Linked DNA regions of Macaca mulatta: region 1 is linked to region 2. Evidence: chromatin contacts called from public Hi-C data. All regions are on one chromosome and are shown on one strand. Each heading gives the region's core, a stretch centred on a gene start, on an enhancer-like site or on the middle of the called end of the contact. The rest is flanking DNA. Distances are from core to core; before and after follow the strand shown. Region 1 has its middle 71 kb from the start of PELI1. Region 2 overlaps LOC114671954 (a long non-coding RNA gene).

The links. Hi-C and Micro-C count contacts between places; a contact is called where the count stands out from the background.
Region 1: a Hi-C map of CD4 T cells shows a contact between it and region 2, with 2.5 times the contacts expected there. The contact joins two enhancer-like sites. A contact is called at or near these places in 2 of 14 Hi-C or Micro-C datasets (CD4 T cells and blood).

The regions. Positions count from the first base shown.
Region 1 is chr13:60,511,083-60,514,341 of T2T-MMU8v2.0, forward strand. No RefSeq gene overlaps it. Among named protein-coding and RNA genes, the nearest start is that of PELI1, 71 kb to the right of the region's middle. Within about 2 kb of position 1,594, at least 12 of the 40 cell types and tissues checked have an H3K27ac peak or open chromatin away from gene starts, as enhancers often do. A contact at or near this core is called in CD4 T cells and blood, where this site is marked.
Region 2 is chr13:60,401,844-60,405,189 of T2T-MMU8v2.0, forward strand. The region is part of intron 1 of LOC114671954 (a long non-coding RNA gene); the gene reads left to right. Among named protein-coding and RNA genes, the nearest start is that of LGALSL, 130 kb to the left of the region's middle. Within about 2 kb of position 1,683, at least 6 of the 40 cell types and tissues checked have an H3K27ac peak or open chromatin away from gene starts, as enhancers often do. A contact at or near this core is called in CD4 T cells and blood, where this site is marked.

The DNA of each region.
Region 1 (3,259 bases), core at 344-2,843, 110 kb after region 2:
CAAAAATGGGGTTATGTTCTTGAGTTTGGAAACTCCCACTATAACCACGTAGACAGTAGTACAGAGTCAGTTAATTCTGAAAAACAGTGTTGGCAGATAAGCCAACAGGTGTCTGCTACAGTATGTTGGTTTCTTCATGTCAGATAAAATCTATGTTTTCCATTATTCATTATTATATACATTAAGATTATTTTTCATTTTGAGAAACATAGACACAAAAGAACAGTCATTTAAACAAGACAGTTTATCTTTCATACGAAGCTGCAGAGGTAGACAAGCTTATGACATTTCTGTCCACTCATCTGCAGTGTTGCCCTTGTCTTTATGGTCCAAGATGGCAGCTAGAGCTCCTGCTTGCATCTCCATATTGGAGGCAACAGGAGAGAGAAGTTGCCATATACTTCCATTAGTACTTTGCAAGGGAAATTGGAAAATAGCTGCTTTTTTTTTTTTTTTTTTTTTTTTTCTGAACAGCTACATGCCTAGCTTAAAAATCAGGGGTTCTATCACTGTGGAAGAAGAGAACACATATTAAGGGACCAGTAGCAGTCTCTGCATTTTGATTATTCATTTTTAGAATACATAAGGCTCTTAAGCTAGAATAGTTTCTTATTTATTTTTAATTGACAAAAATTATATATATTTATGGAGTACAGTGTGATTGTTTGATCTATGAATACATTGTAGAAACAGTCAATCAAGCTAATTAACATATCCATCACCTCATCAACTTATCAATTTTTTTGTGGTGAGGATGTTAGAAAGCTATTCTTTTAGCAATTTTGAAATATACAATACATTGCACTGAATGATGACCACAGTTAAAAGAGCTTCTTTTTAATACAGAAAGAAAAAGAGTAGTCATCATCAAGTAACAGAGTTTAAAAATACAATTCAAGTTTTGTACCCACATAATTGAAATCGAAATACATTAAAATAACAGAAAAAAATATACAAAACACTGCCATTGTTTACTTATGTCATTAGTGGCCTTCAAATAAAGGCAATTTTGTGTCATAGTGAGAAGCTATCTGCCAGACAGTGACAACCAGTTCATGTCACTTTTGACAAAACTCTATGTAAATTCTGTAGGTTTGTGGTATAAAAGGAGACAGATTAATATTCCTTAAACTCAGTCTCAGTCTTAGAAACATGAAATGCTGAAAAGCTATTTTTTAAGCTCAGGAATCTTCTCCCACCCATTAAATTATCAAAATGGAAATGTCCAAAATGACCAGGTGTATTTGCTCAACTAAAAAATAAAAGTGTTCCAGTTCTGCTTACTGCAATGACAGCTTGTAAAGCCTTCATCAAAGGAGGCTTTACAAGTTACAAAGCAAGCCTTTGTAACTTGCTTTTTCAAATTATGATTAATGGGCCTACTCTTTTCATAGCCAGTTTCCAATGGAAAGAAGATTCAAGTAATATTCTCCATGCTACTGTGGTCTGTTCTTAGTGGTGACTACTACAAGCCTGACTCAGTCAATTTAGATTTAGAAAAAATAATGAAGCTTCAGTCTCATGCCTGTGAATGAATGGAGTGTAGAGAAAGGGATTTTTTTTAGTACCTGAAAAGTTCCAGCAAAACTAAGCCTCATTGCCGAGGGTGTGTCAACTGTTCAGGGCAACACCCTTCCTGCAGTTAGGTAGTACAAGAGCACAGACGTCAAGTATTATTTGGTGACAAGAATAGAACATTATTCTGAGCAAAAAAGTGTTATTCAAATTCTACCAAAGCACACAGATGCTGTGACATGGTAATTATTCTAAGAGTGATTAATTTAGAAATTACCTAACCTTTTTGGTTTCTATTTTCGATGACATTTGTAATCTAAATGAGCAACAAACCTGTGCCTCTCTGGCTTTTACATCAAACTCCAAACCTGATTTCCACTTTTATTTTAGGATCAGCAACTCGTTTATTAGCGTTTAGTCTGTATCTCAGCAATATAGGGCCATTCTAGGGCCATTCTAGGGCCAGGTGATCTGCAGACAAGGAATGGAGAAGTAAAAGAAATTACTGCTATTGTTTTCGAGCAAAGCAGGAGAGTAACACGTCACCATTTGACGTGCTGCCCCTAGAGGTCTGAGCAGAAGAGGAAGTCATAGAATGGCTGATCTTTGCTGAGTGTTGGGACTTTGGCCTCTTCCTGTGAGTCAACAAAATAATCAATCCAGCATTGGTTGTACTTAATTAAGTTTTAGATCCTCAGCAGATCCTCTTATTAATCCATTCTTTTAGCAATAATTTTTCTAGCACCTGTATCTACGGGGCTCTGTGTTAAACTATGGGTATACACAGAATCATCAGAAAGGGGCCCCATTCTCAAAGAACTTACCATCCAGTGATACTGTATTAGTTTCAGTTATAGGAATAAGCAGCATGCATTTAGGAAATGATTGACAGGAAATATGTACAAATGATCATAATGGTTAGATGGAATTATTGGTAATTTTTAAAACTTCCCCAAATTCCTATGATGTTATCATATTCCTATAATTACATTCCTCTAATGCTTTGAATTTAAAAATACAACAGTAATCTCAAGCCCTGGTATTGAAAATTGAGTGATAAATTTTGATTTCTTCAAATAAAACTACTTTAAGTAACATAACCTCCATTATAAATTTTTAAAGTGACTTTTTAAAAAGAGAGATCAACTATTTAATCATAACACGGATTCTATCTATCATAGCATAACACAGTTATTACAGCAAATCCACTTAAGTCTTCTGGGGAGGAGGGAAAAGGGCATGGGTGAAAACCACAGAATAAAATATCTTGGACTATTTTAGGCCTTCCAATGAGGGCAGTGAGATGAATGGCCCTTTTTAACCTCTATACAAACCATGTTGTCACTTACTATGCACCTATGATGTAGTGGCTAGGCTTACCAGAAAACACTCTTAAGCAGCCTCAGAAATGTTGAGTCACTTGTACATGTAATCTACCTCATAATACTGAGAAAAGTACTTGAACTGTCTCAAAAAAGAGAAGTATTAATATAAACTTGTGACAGCTACAGTGGTCATCAGATCTGGACCAACTGTAGTCAATGGTTTTACCCACAAGCCAGCTTGTGAGTCAGAATCCCACTTATTTTCAGCTGAAAACACCGGTGATAGGAATTCAAGGCCTCTACCCAGTGCTATGAACACTATGAGTACTCTCCAGATGGGAGCCATGAGTATTGTCCTTCAAAGATAGTATGGAATAAATGTTGAGGTGTTGTTTTGACCATGAAACCTGATCAATTCT
Region 2 (3,346 bases), core at 433-2,932:
CATTCACATCACCATTGTTAGAAACTTCCATAAATGCTCAACTGAAGCGCTTCTGTCAGATAAGCAGCAGAGTTATTTCTGAGAGCACAGCAGGTGTATGTTCCATTCGCAAATCAGATGGAAAAGACAGACAATAGCAATCTCATCTCTAGATAAGCCCTTGCTTAAAAGTTGCCCTGAGCTAATATGGGCATGTTGACTGTTGGATCCTGGTGCCCAGTGTGGGGCCTGGCACGTGGTAGGTGCTTGGTAAATATTAGCTGAGTGAATAAATGAATGACTCACTCTTCTTCAAAAACTTTTAGGAGCTTCTCAATGGTATGGAAAAATGACATGATTCTAAAATCTGGTATTGGGGATCCTGCAATCAGATGCCTGCCTGCCTTGCCCGCCTGGTCCTGTGTTGCCAGACTGGAGTGCAGTGGCCCAGTCTAGGCTCACTGCAACCTCCACCTCCCGGGTTCAAGCGATTCCCCTGCCTCAGCCTCCTGAGTAGCTGGGACTACAGGCACATGCCACCACACCCGGCTAATTTTTGGTGTTTTAGTAGAGACGGGGTTTACATGTTAGCCAGGATGGTCTTGATCTCCTGACCTAGTGATCTGTTCACCTTGCTTCCCAAAGTGCTGGCATTACAGGCATGAGCCACCGCGCCCGGCCGTGACTCTGCCTTTCTAACAAGTTCCCAGATGATGCTGATGGTGCTGGCCCAGGACCACATCTTGCCCATATCACTCATCCTCCTCATCCTGCATCCCACCAGTTGGTCAAGGTCCTGCTCAGCTGCTACCTTTTTTGTCAATAAAACTGGGCACACTAGCAAAAAATGCACCCCACCCTCCACTCACCTCACTGCTACACCCCTCTGTGCCTGCCAAGACACTTGTATCTGAGCTATTTGGCTGTGTCTCCCTGACCTCAGGGGCCTAAAGTTCTCGTGCCTTTCCCCATACCCCACAGAATCTCATTTAGTACAGCCAGGGACATGCTGCCAGCTGGGGCAGATTCCATTCCATTCACTGGGACCTTAAAGAACTTCAGACTCCTTGATGCAGCACTCAGCCCGGGGGGTCCAAAGATGCAGGATGCCCAGAGACTGCCCTTGAGATTAACATCTGTTTTCTGGGTTATAGTCACTGCTCACTGAGCCCACTCTGCTGTCCTTCCAGCTGCTGGCCTGGGGCATGACTGACCTGAGCAGACCACTGGATGTCCTCCCTGATCTAAACCAGTGGGAGGTTCCTCTCACTAATACACAGTTCCAAGTTCTCAGCTTGACTTGCTGTCTTTGAGACTCAGAAGGGAGGTGTCACTTTCGGTGGTAAGCCACAATATGTAACTCACAGAGGGCAGTTAAGAGGCAGGTGAAAGATGTTTTGCAGCCTGTTGAAATGTCAGTGACTAAGACCCAGGGGTGCTCTGAGAACATTCTCACTTCTCAGTTGTGGGCACCTAAAAGGTTACTGTCCACCTGGTTCTCCTGCCACGTGGACTTATGGCATCATGCCCTCACATCCTCATGGGACCAATGGTAAATTATGGAACCTCAACTCAGCCTGCTTAAGTAAAATGGAAACTCTTTGCTCACCTTTGTGGCTTGGCCCAAGGTGACTCAGAATTGAAAAAGGAGGTACAGGAATCTGAGATTTAGGAACCATGTCTGTTCTCATACATGCCAGGACCCTCTCTCTGTCCATCCCATTCTCATCTCTGCATGTCCTTGTTTGTGGGCCTAACTCTCTCTTGCTGCATTCAGGAGAAAGGGTACCATGCCCACCAAGGCAGTGTGGAATGGAAGGGGGACTGTTCCCCAAAGGAGATAGGAGTGCTAGAGATCCACTCCAAATGGTTAGCAAATGTTAAGTCTTTGTCACAAGTCGGGCACTCTGCTGTTTTACATATATGATCTCATTTGATCCCCAAGCTGACTCAATGAGTCAGGTATGGCATTTTCTGGTCTGACAAATAAAAAGGCATGACACAAATCATACCTCAATCCCTTCTGCCAGCTCCAGTGCTGGCTTTGGGACAGCCAGAAGATGTGACCTGGATGGGAGGATGCATTTCCTTTGGAAATAAGCATATTATCCTCGAAGGAGGGCCCAAAAGCCAATGCTTTAGCTCTGGTTGTCTCTCTATCAGTAGTTATGAAGCTAACACCATAAATGTCAAGTTGTTAATTTTGGGTAATTTAGATCTCTCTATTAAACCATCATTTCTCTGTGAATCTACATTGAAGGGAGAGAAGTCCCATCAAGAAAATCAAACGGGTTTCTTCCACTGTCTCATCCAGCCAAGACACATATCCTTTAGGATAGTATTTAAAAAGACAGATGATCCGATTAGATGAGGATGAGGCATGGGATTCTCCCTCCAGACCATCTGCCATTTGGAGATGTTTTCATGGATCCTAGGACCCTACCCAAAAAAAGGACTCCTCTCTAGCTCTATTTCTGTGACCACTTCTTGCCTATATTTTCTCTAAGAAGAAATGGGAGTTGAGACTTGCTCACAACTTTACCATTAAGAGAAAATAAATTATAACAGAGCCTGGTCACTACCTGTCTGAGTGGTCCGCTGACCCACCAGGGGCGTGGCTCCTTGGCTGCTGAGTTTCTCAAGGCTGAGAGCAGCCCCTCCAGTGTTCTTACCTGACTGGGGACTTCATGCAGCCACAGGCACTGCCTCTTCTGCTCTCCATCACATCCTGACTCACAGCACAGTGGCTGGCACACAGCAGGTGCCCAAGAAGTGTTTGTTAAACAAATGAGCGATATCCCATTCTCCAGTGGTGCCTCAAACCATAACTGAAATCAGTTGGTGACTCCAAGTCAAGGTCACTGTGCTGAACATTATAGTTATAGGCAGCAGGGACCATCCTTTCCCAGGTCTGAAAGAAGGACCCAAGTTCCTCAGAGACATCCATGGTTCTTCTCCCTGGTCAGTTCTGAGGGCTCTGTTTTTGGTTTCATCAATGCAAATGCCAACTCTTTATGTAAATATTGTCATAAATTCCTTCTCAATATTCTGCTGTGCATTTGTTCAATATAAATGTGCTGATCACAGGCTTCAAATCTGGGCAAAGAATATTTGACTAAAGTCAGACAACCAGAGCTCCAGCTCTATGACCACTAGCAAATGCCAATATTTACTGCGCACTAACTATGTGCCTTATGCTTTATATGCATAATCTCATTTAATCCTCAAGACAATCCTATGTAAATGGTGCCATCATCATCATCTTGATTTTACTCATGAGGAAAGTGGAGTTTCTAGGGTGTAAGGACCTAGCTCAGTGCCACATAGCCACATGGTAACTACTTAGTTCAAGGTAGAGTTAGGACTC